Linked DNA regions of Arachis hypogaea: region 2 is linked to region 1. Evidence: chromatin contacts called from public Hi-C data. All regions are on one chromosome and are shown on one strand. Each heading gives the region's core, a stretch centred on a gene start, on an enhancer-like site or on the middle of the called end of the contact. The rest is flanking DNA. Distances are from core to core; before and after follow the strand shown. Region 1 holds the start of LOC112766853 (protein DETOXIFICATION 48). Region 2 has its middle 8.2 kb from the start of LOC112765411.

Evidence for each region. A called contact is a pair of places that touch in the nucleus more often than the background predicts.
Region 2: a Hi-C map of leaf shows a contact between it and region 1, with 3 times the contacts expected there. The contact joins the enhancer-like site here to the promoter of LOC112766853 in region 1. A contact is called at or near these places in 3 of 8 Hi-C or Micro-C datasets (all in leaf).

The regions. Positions count from the first base shown.
Region 1 is chr17:34,878,248-34,883,661 of arahy.Tifrunner.gnm2.J5K5, forward strand. It overlaps LOC112766853 (protein DETOXIFICATION 48), which reads left to right and starts at 3,093. Exons shown (of 3, transcript XM_025812754.3): 1 at 3,093-3,530; 2 at 3,614-4,166; 3 at 4,493-5,414. The coding sequence starts at 3,396.
Region 2 is chr17:35,177,560-35,182,973 of arahy.Tifrunner.gnm2.J5K5, forward strand. No RefSeq gene overlaps it. Among protein-coding and RNA genes, the nearest start is that of LOC112765411, 8.2 kb to the right of the region's middle. Within about 2 kb of position 3,377, at least 2 of the 3 cell types and tissues checked have open chromatin away from gene starts, as enhancers often do.

The DNA.
Region 1 (5,414 bases), core at 1,843-4,342:
AACTATATAATGATTGCGACACAATTAATTCAGAAATGAACTAAAATTACATAATAGATTGCGACACAATTAACTCACAAATAAACTGAAATTACATAACAATTACAACACAATTAACTCAAAAATGAACCGAAATTTACCATAATGATTACAACACATAAAATCAGTTTGAAAACAAGCACACAAATAAGACTGAATCATGAACAAAAACACATCCAAAATCAATTGTGGATCAGACAATATCATAAATATGTTTCTTCTTCTTTTTTGTTTGATATTTTTTTCTTTTTTTCTTGGTTTTATTCCTCTCAAGAGAGTAAATAAAAAAATTTGAGAAAATAAAATAAGAAGGTGAAAATGAAGAAGAAAAAGATGAAAAAGAAGAAAAAGAAGCAGTAGAAGCAGTAGAAGATGAGGAGAAGGAGGAGAAAGAGTTTTGAATTGTGCAGGACAATGAGTTCAAATGTATAGATTCACTCAGAAATGAACCGAAATTACATAATGATTGCGACACAATTAACTCAGAAATAAACTGAAATTACATAACAATTACGATACAAACAAGATTGAATCATGAACGAAAATGCATCAAAAATCAATTTTGGATCAGATAACATCATCAACATGGAAAAAATTCAACAATAACAATAACAATAATGATGATGACGATAACGATAACGACGATAACTATAAGAAGAAGATAATGATAACGATAACGATAACGACGATAACTATAAGAAGAAGATAATGATAACGATAACGATGGTGATTATGATAATGTTGATGGAGGAGGAGGAGAAGAAAAAGGAAGGAGAAAAAGAAATTCAAAGGAAAAAAGAAAGAGGATATGATGAGGTGGTGGTAGTGTTGGTGATGACAATAACGAAAAAGAAGAAAAAGCGACGGCATGCGCACGTAAATTTGAAATACTTGGTTGGACTTAGTTAGGATTATAATTTGGATATAGAATTTTATTGTTAAAATTATAACATTAAAATAGACAAAAAAATAATTAATTTAAATAGTTTAAATTTATCTTATTTAATATTTATTTATTATATAATATATTAAACAAAATTAAAAATAATAAATTTTAAAATCTTTCAACTAATATTTTTAATTATTAAATATTTTTGTAATTAAAAATATTATCCACTTCCCATTAATAAGCAAGCTAGTTAAAAGCCACTATTGAGTGGCATCATTATCATTAATGAAGACTTGTCATCGTTTTAATTTGACGGCTGAATCAAACCATTAAAGAGAATAAATGCACTATGTCTTTCTCCTTTTTTATATATGTAATTACACCGCCAAAAAGATAAGATTGACCTCTTGCCTCATCACTCATGCTTCCCATCGGCACTCAAAGTTTCAAAAAAAGCTTCATTAACTCAAAATACTCTTCGGATGCTACACATACCCAAATTGTTTTTCACTTTCTATTAAACATAATTAAATTAATGCATGAAGAATGTTAGGGGTAATAAATTTTGTGATGTATAATTATTAATTATTTATTATTGATGTTTTTAATATTGTGAGATTTTATCTAATAGTGTGAGATTACTCACTTTTTTTTACTGGTTAAGTGCTGCCAGATTTTATGGAATTGTTTGGTAATCAAAGAAAATTAGTAAAAAATAGCCATAATTTGCCTTATTTAGTATTTATTAATTGTTACAACAATTAATGAATATTAAATAAGGCAAGTTCTGGTTGTATTTTTTATCTCTCTAACATTACCCAAAGTTTAATAAAACTACTGCGTCTTAAACTTTCTCTTAATACATATTCTTTCGTAAAAGCCCGTCAAGATTGTGTTTTGATAGTTAAAATGAATTAAATGATTTGAGATATTTGATTAAATTAATAATTTTATATGAAAATAATTATAATTTTTGTCTTATTTAAATTTTTGGAATAGATTATTAGAAATATAATTATTTATGTGTCTTTTTGTATCTATTTAAATTTGTGGAAGAAATAGTTTTATGAAATGGTATTAAAATTTCTATGATCAAAATATTTAGAATTTAATCATTGTTATCTCTCAAAAGAGAACAAAAAAATAGTATAAAATAAATAAAAAAAATCTATAAAAAAATTCAAACAAATTCAAAAAAACTCTTATTTAAAAGACGTGTTAAAAATATAATCATTTATATGTGTTCTCCTATTCGTTTAAATTTTTGGGAGAATTGTTTTACGACATAAACAAAAAATTTGATATATTTATATATGGAGCATAATTTTTGTGTTTTTTTTCTCTTTTAAATGAATTTTTCTTCCTATGTTTATATTTCAATCTTTAAAATAAAATTTAACATTACCAAAAAGACTAATAAACATTTAGTTTAATATTAAGAACAAGAAGTTATAACAAGAAGTTTTATTGATTCGAAAAAGATTTATTATTTTTTTGCCTAATTAGGGAGTTAATCTTTTTTGTCAGTAATAATTCAACAAAAAGTTGAAACCCAATTTTTCTTGAAACCAAAAAAAAAAAAATAGAAATAAAAAAGAATGAAAAAATTTGCTAAATATTATTGAAAAAACTTAACTCTTAAAACTTTTTTTTATCGTTGTCATTGTATAATATAATCCTGTTCGATTTATGTAAGACTATTATAGTTTGTCTGGTAAAATTTTTAATAAATCAAAATGATTATGTATTTACATTGTCATATTTTAAAAGTTAAAGTACATTTTTAAATTAAATTATTATTATTAAAATTAAAAAGTCTAATATAATTTTATCTATTAATAAATATCTAATTATATTTATGTTTATCATAGTCTAATTAAATTTTAAAAATTATTTTTTATTTTGATTTACCAAATATAAATATATTTTAGAACGTTATCCTTCAAAAACCAATTTTGATAAATTATTTTTAAAAAACAATAGTTTTACTAAACTCACCCTATATTATCTGATAAGAGAATATTTGGGATTTTGAAAAAAAAAAAAAAAGCAAAAAAGCAAAAAACAAAAACTATAATTTCACAAGAGAAAAAATTAACAAGGTCGGTTAACCCAGCACTTCATACAGGCATTTGTTTCGTTTAAGTTTGATCTTTCTTTTACATTTATTTTTTTGAAAACTTTAGCCTTTCCTTATTATTTTATACTCTAAAATTGTATAGCAATGTCGTTCAACACATTTTATGAGTGACACATTCCAAATTCAACAGTAGGGGCCCAAACTTTTCATGCATAAATACCCACTAACTCTTCACCCTCTTCCCCCCAAAATTATACAACACATTACCTTTGTTATTATTGTTTCTCCCCAACACAAACATTATATAGACTTAATAGTTAATACATACATATATAACATAAATCACCTTTTTGATTCTCCTTTGTACCCAACAACTATCTTATAATCATGTGTAATCCCAAGCCATCTTCAGCATCCACATTTCTCTGTCCCACAAAAACAACCATCCTCATCACTCCCCATTCCAAAGTTGTCGATCATCTTCCAAGCAATGATCTTCATAGATGGCCAACTCCTAACGAGGTAAATTAAATTGAATACAAAGTTAAGAAAAACAGTAATGTAATGAACTTTAATAAGCATTTATATATTTTTGTGTGCATCAGGCTTTAGAAGAAATCAAAGAGATAGGAAAAATATCTGGACCAACAACAATGACAGGATTACTCTTATATTCAAGAGCTATGATCTCCATGGTTTTCCTTGGATACCTTGGAGAAATGGAGCTTGCAGGAGGCTCTCTGTCCATAGGCTTCGCCAACATCACCGGCTACTCTGTCATCTCCGGCTTAGCCATGGGCATGGAACCCATTTGCGGCCAAGCCTACGGCGCCAAGCAATGGAAGATTCTCGGCTTAACGCTTCAGCGCACGGTGCTCCTCCTCCTCTCAACTTCGCTTCCAATTTCATTCATGTGGATAAACATGAACAGGATCCTCTTGTGGTTTGGTCAAGATCATGAGATTTCTTCAATGGCGCAAAGATTCATTCTTTTTTGCATACCGGATCTCTTCTTGCTCTCACTTCTTCATCCATTGAGAATCTACCTCAGGACTCAGAGCATTACAATGCCCGTTACTTATTGCTCCGCCATCAGTGTTCTTCTCCATCTTCCTCTCAACTTCCTCCTTGTCGTTCACCTCAACATGGGTATTGCAGGTGCGCTCGCTACAAAACACCATAATTTATTGTTTTTGACTAATATTTTTAATTATTAATTCAATTTTTTTGTCGATATTTTTAAATATTATTGACTAATTATTGACCAAAATTTATATGAATAACTGATATAGTGATTGATTTTTTATATATACATTATTACCAAAAAAAAAATTTCAAGTCATATTAATACTAATAAAAAGTTTTAATATATATTTTGTATTTTGACGTAAATTTTATAAGAATAAATAATTTAGTGGGTAATTGCAGAAAGATTAAACTTTAGAATCATACAAGAACATTGAATACTAACCAAAATTCGACAGGGGTGGCGACGGCGATGGTCTTAACGAATCTGAACCTCATTCTGTTCCTATCATCCTTCATCTACTTCTCCGGCGTGCATAGAGAGTCATGGGTGCGGCCAAGCATGGAGAGCCTAAAAGGCTGGTCTTCGCTGCTGGCGATGGCGATCCCGAGCTGCGCCTCTGTTTGCCTGGAATGGTGGTGGTACGAATTCATGATTATGCTGTGCGGCCACTTGGCTAACCCAAAAGCCACCATCGCCTCCATGGGAATCCTCATCCAAACAACATCACTCGTATATGTGTTCCCATCTTCTCTCAGCCTCGCCGTCTCCACCAGAGTTGGCAACGAGTTAGGCGCCAACCGGCCCCACAAGGCTCGCATTTGCATGTTGGTGTCCCTCTTCTGCGCCGCCGCCCTCGGCCTGGCCGCCATGGTTTTCAACTCCCTCATGAGACACCAGTGGGGAAGATTCTTCACTAATGACCCTCAGATTTTAGAGCTCACTTCCATAGTGCTGCCAATCGCGGGGCTTTGCGAACTTGGGAACTGTCCGCAGACCACTGGCTGCGGAGTTCTCAGGGGAAGCGCAAGGCCCTCAATTGGCGCAAACATTAACTTAGGATCATTTTATTTGGTCGGTATGCCTGTGGCTATTTTTTTCGGATTTGTTGCTAAAATGGGATTTGCTGGCTTGTGGCTTGGGTTACTTGCTGCGCAAGGCTCCTGTGTCGTTCTCATGATGCTTGTTCTGTATAGAACAGATTGGAATGTTGAAGTGCAAAGAGCCAAAGAACTCACAACCAAATCAGATTCAGAGTCTATTAATAATAATAACACCATCAACAACAACAACAAGAGTTGTTGTAGTGGTCATGGTGATGCTTGTCTTGAGGAGATTGTTATAACTAAAATTGATGATGATGGTGCTGATGATTTTCC
Region 2 (5,414 bases), core at 2,127-4,626, 300 kb after region 1:
AATTTAGGATTAAAATTTATGATTTAAATTTTAGAATTTAAGATTTGGATTTAATTTGATTAAGGATTTAGGATTTAGTGTGCCCAGACCAAAGATAGTGTTGGGTGGTGGCCGGTCGACAACAATCGACAATGGTAGTGAATATAGGTAGAATTTGAAAGAGAGATAGAGACGAAGAGACTAAGGCTGAGAGATAAAGACTGAGAGACAAAGATTGAAATAAGTCTCAGTATTATGTTTGGTATAAAGTGGAAGATAAAGACTCAAATAAGAATAAAGTTCTAATTTAATTTGCATAAAAGATAAAGTTAAAATTAATTAATTGAAATATGAGTATTTACATATAAAATATTATTAAAATTTTAGTTTCCATTCCCAAAAATTTCAGTCCTATGTATCTCTACTTTTTGAAGGTACTAAATTACTGAAATTTTAGAGATAGAAACTGAAATTTTAGTATCAATATCTAAACTAACAAACATAATACTGAGTTCTAATCTCTTAGTCCTTATCTCAGTACCTCAAAATAAATGCTATCAAATAGTTGATGGTGAGGACTGAGGAGTGAAGTTGTTGTGTTGGAAAAAAAACAAGGGAAAAAAAAAGTAAAAAAGATTAAAAGGGTAATTAAAAAAAAGATAAGTGAATAGACTTGTTTAGTTATGATCCAATAATTGATTATTGGCCCAAGTTGACTGATATTTTATTGACTCTACTAGATTTGCAAGGACTAGCGTTGAATTTAGGTTGTTTTGTCCCATTTAGATTAGCACCTGATGACCAATTCATGTTACGGAAGCACATACCATTCCACCATTGATGTTGCAACAAAGTGTGTTACAATCCAAGTTTGAATGGTAATTATAAGAGCAAAAAGAGAGAGCAAAATGTTAAATGTTATCCAAGGAATAAGAGTTCAAATTAAAAACAATTTGACATATATCTGAAACGCAAAAATATCTCGAGCTAGCAAATGAATCACCAATATATGAATTAAAAGCAAAGTGAAACAGAACTTATTTATCTTTTGATGACTTTGTAGTAATGCATTTAATTTTGACTTGGATTTGGAATGAATGAGTTAAGTGGTGCATGCGTAATAATGTAATAGTGTAATCTTATGTGGTAATGTTCATCTCCAACTAAACTTGAGTCTTAGAAGATATAACATTTATATATTAAAATAGGACTACATTACGCCTATATTAAAATCTGTCATTAAAATTAATTATTAGTATAAAATATATGTTAAAATATAAATACACATTAAAAATAAATTAAATTATATATATATTTATATATAAATATATTAATAACTAATTTTAATAACTGATTTTAATATATAAATAATATTTTTAATTAAAATAATGTAAACAACTCATTGGAAAGTCAAAAAGAGGTTAATTCCACAAGTTCGGCTATGTGTGAATATGTTTTAAAGGCCGAAAGGGCTTGACTCATAATCGAATTGATACGAAAGGTAAGGGGAAGAAATGGATTAGATCATGCTACTCTTGTCTTTATTGGATGTTTAACCCTTTTTTTTCCCTCGAAGTAATTTTAGTGTGAAAAAATGTTATTCATCCTTTTAAAAATTCAGTCTTATGTAATCTATTTTTTTTTTTATTTTAGAAGTATTATCAAATTAAATTTAATTTAAATATAATTCTAGAATTTTTTTCATTTTAAATTATTTTAAAATTTTCAATATTTAAATACATTAAAACCAACCTCTTAAGATCACTACATTTCTTTAGTTCTCTCATTTTGCCATTTTTTTATTCTTGTTAAGTTACCACTAAATCATTCGATCATTTATCTTGTTGCCATTTTCTATTGCTTGTTGCCATTTTATCATTATGTTGCCCTCTATTTCCTGTTGCCATTTTCTCATTGTTTATCTCTAGGTAACACACAAATCAAAATAATAATAATTTAAATAATAAATTATAAATAACTAATTTTTTTTGTCATTTTCCGAATACAAAAAAAATTAATTATAATTGTTCATTCTTTTCTTTTTATTATCAGAAGTAAGTTTTAGTTTTTCTTTTTGTTGTTAGAAAGTTAATACTCGATTATACTTAATATTTATAACCAATAAATATGTGTTTGATTTTTATTATTTAATTATAAGTAATTATTTTATTTGTAGATTATTTAATAGTCAGTAATTATTTTAAAATATGACTTCATTTCGGATGTATTTATAATTATTTTGTATATAGTTATATAATTTTATATATGTAGTAAAGATTTAATTTGATGTAGTGTTTTGAATATATTTAAAGCACATCCAACATAACAAATAACAATAAAATGTTTTTGAAATACATCCAAAGAATAAGTAAGTTTGTGTTAATCACTAAGAAGTATGAACACTTTGTTGAGTTATTGTGTGTCGAATACATTTTGGACAGAATATTCATCGATACTCGTTCGACACGTATATTTGCTGTGTCTAATCGTATTTTAATAAAAAATAAAAAATAAAAAATTCTTCTCTTAATACATTTGGACATACCTAAATTTTAACAAAAACCTATGTCACGTTTAAAAAATTTTAATGTCAAAATTAGAAAATTTCATGTGTCACACAGTTAAAAATCTTCGATGATATTTTAATAAACTCCTCCTCCTCCTCCTCCTCCTCCTCCTCCTCCTCCTCCTCCTCCTCCTCCTCCTCCTCCTCCTCCTCCTCCTCCTCCTCCTCCTCCTCCTCCTCCTCCTCATCATCATCATCATCATCATCATCATCATCATCATCATCATCATCATCATCATCATCATCATCATCATCATCATCATCATCATCATCATTTTGTTTTACATTCTCATCTTTTTTTTATTTCACCCTCTTAACAAGAACTTGTGTTACAGTTATTAAAAAATTTTGATGTCAAAATTAAAAATTTTTTTGTGTCACGGTTAAAATATTTTCGTGCTATTTTTCTGGATAAATTCTGCACAATTCAAAACTTTCATCATCCTCTTTTTCTTCATCATCTTTTTCTTTTTCGTATTCTCTTTTGATGTTAAAGTGCGTGATTTACACATGAGTGATTTTTGTTTAGTTTGAACCAATTTGATTAAGAAAAATATTTTAAATGTATAACAAAACTGTTATATCTTCTTCTATCCCAAATACTTGCTTAATTATAATTATACACATATATTTTAACCTTTTATAGGTTCACTAACTAGTAAAAGAATAATTAATATTATCTAAACTTTTTAAATAAATATATTATTTAATTTGTGACAAATAAAATTTTAAAAATAGAGAAGCTTTATTTATTTATTTATTTACTTGCTCTATTTAGTACATCGAGTTCACATACCTCTACATATTTGAGTAATTTTTTAGGGGTCTACATGGTTTTTTTTTAGTAGTGTCAGGCTACATAGTTGAGTGTTATGTGAGCTTTCATATGAAATGGGCTTCACTTTCCATCCAAAGATGATGATGACAATAGTGTTTACTTGTTAATACCCAAAAAAATTGTGTTTGCTTTTTTTTTTTTTGTCATGGTTTACTTGTTAATCTATCATCTGTTGCTATAACTATAACTTTGGGCCGGGCCAACCTAAAGCTAGGTGAGAACAAAATATCTAAGTTGGGTTAACAAATTTATTAACTGCCAAAAACAAAAGTCAAAAAGTGGAAAATCAGATATTAGCTTAGAAAATGAAATTATAAGAAATAAATTTTTTCAATTTTTTGTTCCACGTGATATTATTTGGTGCCATATATCTCCTTATTGTTTGTCAACGGGATAGTGTTAAAGCTATTAAATTGAAATTAGACACTCACGTTCACGTAACGAAGTCAATGTCTCAATAAAGAAGCAATGTGATCATTGCTGATTTTTGTGGTAACAAACTGCGCATTCGGTTGCTCAATTGGCTAAACAAGGTAGGTGTGATGCCTTCGCAATTGTGAAAGTATAGCGTCGTCTTCATCATATTGTGCAAGTCCTTTTTTTTTTTTTTTTGTTCATACAAACACTGCTAGGAATCGAACCTCGCGTGGCTGTTTTTGAGGCAAATAGTTTTGCCATTTGAATACATGCCTCAGCCACATTGTGTAACATCCTTCTTCATGACTTGCTTTCATGATTGGGAAGGAGAGGACTTGTACTGTGGATCATTGTTTAATCCTGAATTATATTGGGCTTTGGTTGTAGATGTTTCTATTGGCCTGTTGGGTTCTTAAAATATCTGCCCATGAGTCCAAGACAGAACATAAAAACTTTTTATAAAGAGAACTTGGTTTATATAAGAAAGGTGTTAATGAAATATGTGAACAAAAATTAACAATTGTTACATTTAAGGAATATAGTGAATATTAAATTAAACATTAAGGAATCATGAAAACTTTTTAATAACTCTTTAGAAGGAGTAAAAGTGAGTCTAATAATCCAATTATGTATAACTCTCGCTAATAATAGAATTTGTTATAAATAAGAAAAATGATGATGGAATCAAGTATGGAAAAAATTAGTAATTGATATTTTTTAATTTTTTTATGGAATTATTCTCTTTTTTATTTTTCACTACAAAAAAAAATGTTGAATATCGTCAAATTTTTTATTGGATTTACTATCAGAAAGAATCAGACGGTATAAATTTTACTGACAAATGTTTACCGTCGAATTGTTTTCGTTCGATAGTAATTACTGTCAGATTCTGCAACGGATTACCTGTTGGAAAAATTATTTAGTTATCGGCAGATTTTTTCAACGGTAATGTTGGCGCCACAATATGTTGTTTCCACACTATTACCATTTGAATAAATGGTCAATTTTTATTTTAAATTTATTTTTACACAATTAATGGTCAATTTATAAATAATAGAAACCTATTATTTAAAATAAATTATCAAATGTTCAAATAAATTAAAAGTCAAGTAAATCAAATAAATACAATGAAACAATAAAATGAAACACTAATCACTAAAGATCTAGGTAATCTTCGTCGTTGTCGTTCCCATGGCTCTGATGAGGCAACGCAGAAGGTGATGAAGTCTGTGTGCCACCAGCAAGACTGCTGCCACCAGCAGGGATGATGCCAGCGGTGCGCATCCGAGTCTGGTACACCTCCATCCGTTGAAGCCACTCCAGCCTAAGATTATTCGTGTCTGTCATGCATGTAAGGATATTCTGATACCTCTTCCGATAATCGTTTATCATCTAAACTTGCTGGTGAAGACTGCGGGTGAACTCCTGTACCTACAGGCTCAAATCAATGGATTACAAATTCATATTCATGAAGAGATTTTCTTTGAGAATCCCAAATTTCTTTTTCGTGCCCTTTTATTTAGCAAAATTCTATGAAAAAAAATTTATAAACCAATATTCAAATTCAATCATCATAGATAATTGAATTTAAACAAGATCAGATCATAAATCAAT